Regions from separate parts of the Mus musculus genome. Here all the other regions are linked to region 1. Evidence: chromatin contacts called from public HiChIP or PLAC-seq and promoter capture Hi-C data. All regions are on one chromosome and are shown on one strand. Each heading gives the region's core, a stretch centred on a gene start, on an enhancer-like site or on the middle of the called end of the contact. The rest is flanking DNA. Distances are from core to core; before and after follow the strand shown.

The links. Promoter capture Hi-C pulls out the DNA fragments that hold promoters and counts their contacts. HiChIP or PLAC-seq counts read pairs in DNA pulled down with a chosen protein or histone mark.
Region 2: an H3K27ac HiChIP or PLAC-seq map of large pre-B cells shows a contact between it and region 1, with 5 times the contacts expected there. The contact joins the promoter of Rufy1 here to the promoter of Aff4 in region 1. A contact is called at or near these places in 1 of 39 promoter capture datasets (cranial neural crest) and 1 of 115 datasets of contacts at active chromatin or transcription factors (large pre-B cells).
Region 3: a promoter capture Hi-C map of pre-B cells shows a contact between it and region 1, with 8 times the contacts expected there. The contact joins the promoter of BC049762 here to the promoter of Aff4 in region 1. A contact is called at or near these places in 2 of 39 promoter capture datasets (liver and pre-B cells).

What each region holds. Positions count from the first base shown.
Region 1 is chr11:53,348,918-53,352,704 of GRCm38.p6, reverse strand. Aff4 (AF4/FMR2 family, member 4) reads right to left here and starts at 1,938. Exons shown (of 21, transcript NM_033565.2): 1 at 1,576-1,938.
Region 2 is chr11:50,429,477-50,433,263 of GRCm38.p6, reverse strand. Rufy1 (RUN and FYVE domain containing 1) reads left to right here and starts at 2,139. Exons shown (of 18, transcript NM_172557.3): 1 at 2,139-2,480. The coding sequence starts at 2,159.
Region 3 is chr11:51,261,024-51,264,810 of GRCm38.p6, reverse strand. BC049762 (cDNA sequence BC049762) reads left to right here and starts at 1,807. Exons shown (of 3, transcript NM_001382322.1): 1 at 1,807-2,178. The coding sequence starts at 2,154. It overlaps Clk4 (CDC like kinase 4), which reads right to left and starts at 1,697. Exons shown (of 13, transcript NM_007714.6): 1 at 1,542-1,697.

The sequences.
Region 1 (3,787 bases), core at 689-3,188:
CTTAAAATGTGCCTACTGTTCCTACAGAGCCAACAAAAATCAGCCTGCAGATAGCCACAAACTGAATGACAACTGCTGGTATTCATTTAAAAAGAAAAGAAAACAGACTGCGTCTAGGTTTTCAGGAAGTTCATCATGAAAGGCAACTTTTTGAAAATAACTTTTTAAAAAACAACTTTTTGAGACTTTTTGTTTGGAGACTGAGGGCTGCGAAAGTTAGTGACAATAAGGAACATAAACCTGAAGAAGTTGAAGAAGCCAGCTTTGTTAAAAACCAAGTGGCCACTTGCCAACACTTCTTTACGCATATGTGACCAAAGACGACAGAGTCTAGGCTTCCTCTTGGTCCACATCAGCTTCTCATCAAATCTCGAATTAAAAAGAATCTCATAAACATTTCAATACTGATAAGTTAAAAGGACCATCCAAACAAAAGAGTTTATAAAGCTTCGGAGAATCAACATGGAAACAAAGCTTTAAGCTTTGAACCTCCCCCCACCACCACCTCGGCTCCACAAAAAGCACACATTTTAAATGTCACACAAACAGCCTATTCACGGGCACCTAGGGCTTAGATTCCGGCACTGGAAAGGAGGCTAGCTTCAGTTTAAAACCTCAGCGGGGAAGAAAAACCAGAATTCTGACTTGCAACTGACGAAACTCGGAGAACCCTGAATCGAACTCTTGGTTCGAACTTCACTCACAACCATTTTCAGATCAGGGCTCTCGACTCCCCATAAAGGTGTCATCTGTGAATGAAAAGCCTAATAAGGAGACCCCACAAACACCCTGGGCTCCTGTACCCCATGATCCGTTCTCAGAGAGTGGGAAGCAACAGCAAAGTGGAAGGAACAAAGCACTGACGTCAATTACGAGATTAACCCTGCGCACAGGCAGCTGGGGAGGCCTAAACATCAATACCCAAAGCCCGGCCATGGCGATCGCCAGGTACCAGGCCGGTTCCGAGCGGGAAGGAGGGTTTCTCCTATTCCAACCCAGGTTCCCATTTTTCCACTCAAACCCCATCGACCATCAAGGACGGAAATTAACACCCCCCCAGCCTCCCCCCCTTTTTTTTTTCTTTCGGTGGAGGGGAGGTGGGAGAGTGGGGGTGGGGGGAGGTGCGCAGGATCGCGAGAAGGAAGGCGAGAACTAGTTGAGAAATGATAGCCAGAATCTGGGCCTATTTTCTCTTTAACTAGGAATGACTTGAGTCAGACGAAGGAAAAATTTTTCAAAGGATAAATCCGCCGACCGAATCAAAGGGAGGAATGGAGGAAGGGACAACGGGGGGGGGGGGGGAGGAAAAAAAGAAGAAACGGCCAGATGATGGGCGTCTGGAATGTCGGATGGGAACGGCTTGGCCTTTAAAGAAAAAAAAAATGATTTTTCTTGTTTGAAATTGATTTCGGAGAGAAAGTGGGACGAGAAAACGTAGGGCGAAGCCGGATCCAGGGGCCCCCCGCCCCGCGGGTCTCCGCCAGCGTCAGCGGCCGGAGCCTCGCCTTCCCCGCGGCGCGGCCGCGCCTCAGACGTCAGTCAGTCAGTCAGGCAGGCAGTCAGGCGGCTTCTCACCTCCAGTCCCCGCTCCGCTAGGCCCGAACCATTTCCCGACCGCGGCTGCGGCGGCGGCGGCGCCCGGCCTGCACCTTCACCGGACGCGCATTCGGGCCCGCCCAGGAGGCGGCGACCGGCTGCCTGGGGCGAGGGGCAGCGGCCGATCCGGAGGCCACGGGGAGCCGAGGCGGCGCACCTCACACCGCGGACGCCAGGGTTCCGCCCCGCTCCATGACGGCCCGGCCGAGCCCCGGACGGGTGACTGAGGCGGGGGCGGGCTGACGGGGCCCTGGCACCAAGATCCCCGCCCCGTCCGCTGGGGGCGGCGGTGGCGGCGGCGGCGGCGACGACTCGACTCCCGCAGCCGGGACTGGGACTGACGCAGTGGCCGCGGCCCATGTGACCAGGGCCGGGCTGCTGCGAGCGTCACGTGACCAGGCCGCGCCCCTCCCGCAGGCAGCGCGGGGGCTGCGGCCCTGCTGCTGCTCTGGAGGCGGCGTCGGCGGGGCTGACGCGCGGGCTGACGTGCGGGGGCGCCTGGGCCCGGGGCTGGGGAGCGGGGATGCGAAGCGCGGGTCGCAGCAGGTTCCGCGGGGCCGCACCAGCGTCAGACCCGGGGACAGAACCCGGCCCGGGGCACACGCCCTCCTGCGCAGCCCGCTAGGGAGGCGCCGCGGGGCGGGGCGCAGCCCGGCCGACCGGTTTTGGGGTGCAGGTGAAGGCCCAGGCCCTGCCGCCCGTGTCCCGCAGCGCACCGCAGGAGTAGAGAGGGAAGGATGACGTGGAGGTCCGCAGCGACGTCGTCCACTGCTGCGTGTGACTTACTGTGGGAGGATAAGCCGGCCCTGCATCGTCTTAAAAAAATAAATAAATAAATAAATAAATAAGTAAATAAATAAATATCAGCCTCTGTGGGCTACTTAGTGGATTCAAGGCCAATCTGAGCTACTAAGAAAACCCTGTCAAAACAACACACGGCGACACACACACACACACACAAACACCATCGCTCTTAACATCCTGCTAGTCCAGACAAGCCATAATTTAATTGGAATCAGTAATTAGACAAAGTTTTAAGGTTTCCTAGAATCCAGTAATAGTAGCGCAAGAAAAGTGTCCTCTTCCTCTACATCTGAAAAACATACAATCCTGTCATTGGTGTCCCATGTCTCTTATCTGCTTTCTTTATTTGATGGTACCTCATGCAGATTCTCCACCTCTAACATCTTGAAACACTTCACTCGTTATTTGTAGTTTGTAATTTCACAGTTTGGAAATCCACTCAACTACACACGAGTTCTAAGCCATGTCTCAAAACCACTATCGAGGTATGGTCTGGCGCACACCTTTAATCCCACCACTCTGGAGGCAGAGGGAGGAAGATTTCTGTGAGGCTGATATACATATCCAACACTGGGCAGGTCAAGGATATATAGTGAGAGCCTGTCTCAAAAAGAAAAACACTAAATAAATCTTAAGTTTTACATAGGGTTTCCTCTGTGTAGCCCTGGTTGCCCTGGATCTCACTTTGTAAAACAGGCAGGCTTGGTGCTCAGAGATCTGCCTGCCTCTACCTCTGCTTCCTAAGTGCTGGGATTAAAGAAGTGTATCAGTGTGCCTGGCCATCTTTTCTACTTCCTTATGAAAAATACTGGTGGTGGTGAGATAGTTCAGTGGCTTAAAGGCACTTGCCCACAATCTTGGTGACCTAAATTCTATCCCTGTAGCACACATATATATCTTTCCTTAACAGGTACATTCACACATCACACTCACATATAGACAGCCACTTGAATGCTACAACAGGGGCCCAAACTGAGGATGGAGACACATGGATGTAATCTCAGCTACTCTGCAGCTTGGGGAAGGAGGATTGCAAATTCAGCAAATATTCCTAAACTGTATAGCAAGTTTGAAGCCAACTTAAGTAATTTAACAAAGTCCTGTTTCAAACTAAAAAAAAAGGGGGGGGGAGGCATGGGAAAGGGCTAGTTATTACTTTGGGGAGGCAGAGTTCTGTGTTCATCTGGCTGGCCTCCAATTTGGAGATCTGCCTGCCTCTGCCTCCCTAGTGCTGGGATTAAAGACGTGCACGACCACTGCCTTCCCATAGTTACTTTTCTTGTTGCTGTGATGAAGCAACTTGATGAGGGATGACTGGCTTGCTATTTGAGACAGTACAATCTTCTGTGTTGGCCAGGGACGATATGGTAGCTAGAGCCTAATGCAG
Region 2 (3,787 bases), core at 890-3,389, 2.9 Mb after region 1:
ATAATAGAGACCTATAGAGAGCTATATTTACTGTGTGCAGTGTGACAGAATTAAAGTGGGAATCAATGAATCTGCATTAGCCCCTGCCACATTTCCGAAACAGGCGGGGTTGTCTGAGACACTGCCACCACAGAAACCACCAAGCATTGTGAAGGTGCACCGAGGCTGAGTCACTTCTCAGATCTTCAAATTCATCTGCATTAAATTTGGTGACGGCCCCATTCTTTGAGATGTGGGTGGATCTTCTATCGGTCAGTGTACTTGAGCCTAGCCCTGTGTAAGGCCTCATCACATGCTTCTCCTCCTGCAGCTTGGTGCAGTGGGCATGATGATCTACACACAACATGAACCTTTCCTCTGTGCCTCAGAGCACACAGACGCTATGCTAAGCTTCTCTATATTGTTCGAGGCTTAGTGTCTGTAATGCCAAAGGGAGCACAAATAATTTCTCATAGCAGCCATCCAACCACTACCAATAATGTGCTACCATCAGGAAACATATTCTAAGTTGTCCATGATTCAAAAAGGACTAAAATCCAAATTTTTAGGTGAAATTATTTGATCTCTAACAATCTACCACAACATTTTATTTTATTCTATTTGTTGAGACAGGATCTTACTACCTAGCCCTGGCTGGACTGAAACTGGTTATGTAAACTAGGCTGGCCTTAAACTCACAAAAATTTACCTGCCTCTGCCTCCAAAGTGCTGGGATTAAAAGTGTGTGCCACCACACCTGGCCTGCAACAACACTGTAATAATTTTAAACACTAAGAGTTCTGTGGTTTGACATGGTCCAAACTGTTAAATTCTTTTTTGCAAATTGTTACATTCTCATGACATTCGCATCTCCATCTTGCCAAATTCCCTTCTATCCCTAGTAAGAAAATAGGCTGAATAACCACATATCTGTAGGGTGACTTATCCAAGCCAGAGTTGGAAAGCAGAGACAATAATCACAAGGTACGTTGTGTGCTGCGTTTCCTTATCACTTAGGAATGAGGTTGGTTCAATTCCTATCAACTTAATTAATAGCAGAATACAGAGCTCATTTCCAGACCACCACTGCTGACCTTGCCTGCTAGGCTGTCATTCAGATTCATTTGATTTGAAAGAAAAAGCCCCACCACCACACACACACCTCTGACTCATCTGTCCTAATTTCTTTGGCAGCCCTTTTACAGCCTGTTCTGAAGAAAGCTGCCGAAAAATATGAAGTCGAAAATATTAGACATGAGTTGGCATGGTAAGGCACACATAAAATCCCCATACTCACTTGACAGAGGCAGGGGGATCACCAGTTCAAGGCCAGTGCTCTATTACTGAGTTCTAGGCCAGCCGGAGCTACAGACTGAAATTCTGACTGGGAACATAGCTCTGCTAGTTCTGCTAGTAGAGTGCCTGCCTAGCATGGTGTGGGGTCAGAAGCACTTGGGAGATGGAGACAGGAGGATCACAAATTCAACGGTCCTGTTGGTTATGTGTGTTGGGGGTTGGGTGAAGCTCAGTGGTAGAGGTCTTGATTAGCATGTATGAGATACGAAGTACAATTCCCAGAACTGCCATGCCGCGCGCGCGCGCACGCGCGCGCGCACACACACACACACACCCCAGAAAAAAGTAGTTAAGCACACCCCTGCCAAGTGGCCTACTGGGGGTGATGGGGACTGCGTTGTTGAGACAGGGTTTCTCTGTGTAACTCTGGCTGTCCTGGAACTCACTCCGTTGACTCTGCTGTCCTCAGCGATATTGCCTGCCTATGCCTCCCTGATGCTGGGATTAAATGCTTGTCCCACCACCACTTGGCTACATGGCCTGTTTTAATGTCTCCCTTGTGTGGGGGAAAGAAACAACAATAACAACAACAAATAAAAATCCAACAGTGAGATTTTGATTCAAAGGGGGAAAAGGCATGTGAAATGAAAGTTTAAAAGAGGAAGTTGTGTCGCAAAACGTTAAAATAAGGCGCATTCCCGGGGTGGGAAGTAGAAAGTCCAAAAGTAACTTCCAAGTGCTCCGGGCTGGGAATCACCTACGGTTAGGAATCGTACTTTCCCGAATGCTATACAAGGAAAGCAAGCCCAGGTGAGAGCGAGCAAGGCCGCAGCGGCTTAAGGTCGTCGGTCCAGGGCAGCGGCGGGTCACGTGACCTAACAACATGGCCGCCCGCGGAGAATGCCGCCGGGCGGGGCAGGATTCGGAGCCGGAGCCGGAGCGGGAGCCGGAGTCCGAGCCGGGGCCGGAGCCTGAGCCCCAAGCAGGCCTAGAGTCCGGGGAAGCGTTCGAGATCGTGGACCGGAGCCAGCTGCCGAGTCCCGGCGAGCTGCGGAGTGCGTCGCGGCCTCGAGTGGCCGACAGCTGGTCGGCGCCCATCCTGACGCTGGCGCGCAGAGCCACCGGGAACCTGTCGGCGAGCTGCGGCAGCGCGCTGCGCGCGGCCGCGGGGCTGGGAGACGGCGGCGGCGGCGGGGAGCGCGCAGGTAGGCCGGGGTCCCGCGGGCCGGGGCTGCTCCCGGGCTGGGGAAACCTGACCGGCCGGACGAGCTGCTCCGCGGAGCTGTGCCGCGCGGCGCGGCACGGGGCTCTGCAATTGGTGTCACCCACCGGGCCAGGGTGACTGCGGCCCGGGACTCCCCTCCCACCTTGTTTGTCTTTGTGAACCTCAGAGCAGCTGCGTCGTGATCACGGATTGACTTTAAATAGGAGGTTTACATTAGAGGCTTAGACGGAAAATCACCAGTGTTCGTATTTTGCATACTTGACAAATGAAGTCCGGTGCTGGTCCCCAGTTAACAATCTCGGCAGCCAGCCGGTTTGCACCTGCGGCTGAGGTTGACAGCGTATTCCAAAGTTGGTGAGAGCAGCGAGTCAGAGTCAGGAGGTTTTAGTTCCCTTTATTCTCCCGCCACTAACCCCCAACCCCACCCCCCGTGGGACGAAGACTTCCCATCACCTGTCCTACTCGCGTTTCCCAGTCTATAAAAACGGGGATTAAAAAAAAAATTAATCAGCTACGTTGAATAATCCAATTCAGCTGTTATGATCTAGATTAGAATTTCAGCATACCAATAAAGAACAAAAGTAAATTATTATTTGTTTTTTATAGCTGGGCTTGGTGATTCGGGTGCATACTTCCTGCACATGTTAATGTACGTGCTCAGAACTGCGCTAATTATAATCCATTGGTGTTTCTGAACATATCTAAAATTAAAATATAAAGGATAGCCAAGGGCGTTGTGGTGCTCGCCTTTAAGACCCGCACTTAGGAGGTAAAGGCTTGTGGAGCTCTGAGAGTTTGAGACCCACCTGGTGTACACAGTGAGCCCCTGCCTCTAAATAAATAAACAGACAAATAAATAAATAACCACGTTTCACTTGGCCTGGTCACTTACTGTGAATGGACCATGCAGACTTCAGGTTGCTGAGGTAAAGTGAGTGTTGACTGTAAATGCCTGGGGCATCACGTGCATACAATAGACTTTAGTACCCAGATTTTATTTTAAAGAACAAAATCACAACAAAAACAACAAAAAAGCTTCTTTCCTTGGTAATGAATTAACCTTGATTTTTCGGTTTTGGTCTTGGTTTTTGTTTGGGGTTTTTTTGTTTTGTTTTTAGTTTTTTGTTTTGAGACAGGGTTTCTCTAAGTATCCCTGGCTGTCCTAGAACTCACTCTGTAGACCTGGCTGGACTCGAACTCAGAAATCCTCCTGCCTCTGCCTTCTTCATGCTAGAATTAAAGATGTGCACCACCACCGCCTGGCAATCTTGGTTATTTTTATAACCT
Region 3 (3,787 bases), core at 558-3,057, 2.1 Mb after region 1:
TTAAGGTTTTAGTTTGATTAAGGCTTTTTTTTTTTCTCTTTAGAGGGGGTGAGGGGAGGGAATTAAATTCTGAATCCCAAGCCACCGGGCTACAGGCTAAGCACTCTCAAAACACAGCAGCCCAGTGTACAGCTTCTGATGACTCATCCTTGTGACTGGCCATTAGGGTTTCACAAGTCTTGGTTGCTTGCTTCAAGTTACCCCCTCCCCCTCCACTTCACATCGCTACAGCCAGTTTACCTCTCACAGGACAAATCTCAACTTCTCAAGTGACTAATATGCAAACCCACCTATCAGTGGGTCCTTGTCCCAATAGGCCCCGACTAACATTCCCCATCCCTCCTCTGATCTCTGGCCGAGTTCGGAAATACTTTGTTTTTAGGCAGGTGTGGTGACACGTGCCACCCTAGAGGCAGAGGCAGGTGGAGTTCTGAGAGACTTCAAGGACAGCCTGGTCTGCACAGCGAGACCTTGTTTCAAACAACCAACAAAGAAATATTTACTTAGGAGGCAAAGTAAAAGATTTCTGAGCTCATGAGAGCTTTCATACACAGGAAAGAAAAGCTACCTCAAAATATTACACTATCTCTAACACTTAAAAATCATGCTACAATCCTCTGTATCCTTTCAATAAAAGATACAATGGAACCCATATGTATACGCTCATACTAGAAATATTATTCTCCACCACGTTTTAGAAGTTTCAGTCTCCCATTTAAGTGGGGGTACAAGAGGCCCTCGGGTGCGTGTTCAAAATTAGGCCAAATATCTGCAGCTTTAACATTAGACCAGGTGACAATCGGTCCACTGGTTTAGAGGGTTGGCTACTTGAGCAACAGAGCTGTCACAATGTAAATGCAATGTTCGCTCTCTAATTCCATCACTCAGCTCTCTAATCCCATCACTCAGGAGGCAGAGGCAGGAGAATCTCCTGAGTTCGAGTCCTGCCTGGCCTACATAATGCCTGGGCAATCGGGGCGACCCAGATCTAGGGGGGGCTTGGGGTGGGGTGACCGCCTGGCATGAAGGACGAACCTTCCTTCCCAAGTGTGATCCTCGAAGCTGGAGGTGAACTCCAGCCGCTGCCTGGCTCGCCGCAGCGCCTGCCCTACCTCTTCCGGGCAGCTGGCCAGGGCCCTTAGAGCTGAACAACAGAGCGAATAGCGGACTTTGGAAAAGGCTCCGGTTATGCAAACGGCCGAGGCCACAGACAGGGGTGAGTAGGGGGTCGGGGTGACTTCGACTCTGGACGGCACTAGTACCGGGGATGCGTCCCGCCAAGGGTCTCCCCGCTGGTTCCTGCGATGGACGGCCGAGGCCTTGACAAGAGGTGAGCGAGGCCCAAGCTGCCGGACCGCACCGTCGGGCGAACCCGGGGCCTGCGGGCCTTGACTCGAGCGGCGAAACCGCGGCAGCTCGGGTGTTGTCGCCGCCGGCCGAGAGGCACCCCGCCAGCCCCGCGGACGCATCCTCCCGGTGCTGACGCCCAAAGCCCACTCTCTCCTCAGACACCTGGCTCCGCGCGACACTGCCCACCTCACCTCCGCAAAAGCAAGCGGCCTTTTGGCCGAGAAATGTCGCCAAACCGCCGTCGTTCCTCTCCAGCCGCTGCGACAGACACCGACAAAATGGCGTCCGCGCCGTCACCCTACAACCTCCTCAGGTGGCTCCAGCGCCACCTACGCCGAGCCAGCGCGCATGCGTCACGAAGCCTCGTGCCCGCCCACAGATCGTGCAAGGGGACGAGGGGTCTGTGACGTCAGGGACGGCGGGGCTTGATCAGCCACACTGCGGCTGCGCAGCGCTGGAGGCGCGGGTAGGACGAGGTTCTGTCCGCTTGTCAGGCTGAGGTTCTTTCTGTTCTTAGGTGAACCTGGAAGCCCGCCTTAAGTCTGCGGCGCGCGTCGGGCTCTCGAAGAGTTTTGCTGGGCGTGGCCACGCTGGGTAGGGCCAACCTCTGACCTTTTCCCATCAGCTTAAAGTGGGAAGCTCATCGCACTCCATCTACCAGTCGCCCCTCAACCTCAGCTCCAGGTAGAGCCACCAGAGCGCAGAGTCCCCGAATGCTCCCAGCTAGGGCAGCTCAGTGACCAGGATATGGCTGTCACCTGGCGCTTCCGCTCTAAACTGGATTTGGAGAAGTTTACCTGAATATGCCTCTAAAAACAAGCGTAGCAGGTGCTTACCCTTCTCTTTCTCTTTGCCTTCCTCTCTCTCTTCCTCCTCGCCTTCTCAGCCAGCAAATCGAAAGGAATGGGGAGGTTTGTCCTAAGACTTCTGACAGTATTCTTCCGGTTACAACCATGGCAGCCTCATGATTTTCTACTACAGTTACTCAACAAACGGGCATTTGTGGTCAGACTTTTTGGTTTTTTTTTCGAGACAGGGTTTCTCTGTGTAATCCTGGCTGTCCTGGAACTCACTCGGTAGACCAGGCTGGCCTTGAACTCAGAAACTCACCTGCCTCTTGCCTCCCAAGTGCTGGGATTAAAGGCGTGCACTATCACTGCCTGGCGACATAACAAATTCTTAATATATATCCTTTTTTAATTTCAGAGAACTGGGCTTTTGTGGTGCAGGCCTGTAATCCCAGCATTTAGGATTTAGAAACAGGAGGATCAGGAATTCTAGGTCATCCTGGGCCATATAGCAAGTTCAAGGCCAGTCTGAGCTACATGAGATCAAAACTCAAAAAACAAAACTGCTGAGAATCCAACACCATAATTACTGTCTAACCCAGTAGGGTTGAACTTCTTCTGGTCGTCCTATCTCTTATCTCCTTCCTCCAAGAGCTTGAAGCATAAATATGAGCTGTCATAACCAGATTAATTAAATACTCTATGCCAATCACTTTATAGACAGTCTTAGTAATCTAGACAACTCTAAGAGGTGATTCTTAGCTCCTTGCTTTAATGACAAATTTAACTCCTGAAAATACCATTCAAACTTTGCTAGCTTACGGTTTCATTGTCATACTTACTGCCTCCATTCATGCAACAAAGTAAAAAACAACTTACTTTTTTCTTAATCAGTTAGAGAAAAGTATTCTGAGTCCATCTTTTGGCAAGACCAAAAGGGTCTGTCTTGAAAAGGCTCGTTTCATGGTGATTTGTCTCTGAAGCTCCCATTATGAAACAATGAATCCCTTCACATTTAGCAAAGTTGATTAAAGGCCACACCATGAATGAGTCACAATGGATCTCTCAGGCATCCCATACTGCCCAAGATGGACAATATCCCAGTTTCCTCCAGGGTTCCTAACACTTCTGAAGAGAAAGTCAAACAGCACAGGAGTAACAAAGATTCAGTCAAACAATGTTGAAAGCATCCCAATTCCCAGTGCACTCTGCAGAGCATATGGAGTGGGCAGGAAGCATCTGAATTCATACCATTCAGGGAATACAGGAAGTGCCCTGCACTGCTCCTTTAATTACTTATATGGGTCTCTCTTCTCTCCTTCCCCACTATTCTTTCTTCTTTTTTCCCCTCTTCCTTTGTGATCGTCTTTGTATACACAGGGACAATCTGGAACTTATTATTTAGTCTAAGCTTGCCTGGAACTTGTAGAAATCCTCCTGTTACAGCTTCCGAATTGCTGGCATCACTGGTGTGAGCTATTAGGTCTGACCTATCAATGAACGGGTCTCAGATCCAGGGCCAGATCACAGATGCATGTACCCTCTGGAAATACTAGCCACAGGCACTTGGTCAGCCTTCAGGATTCGTCAGGATATTGGTTCTGGTAACTGCAAGAGAGAAACCATTTACCAAAACTTTGACTAGGTCA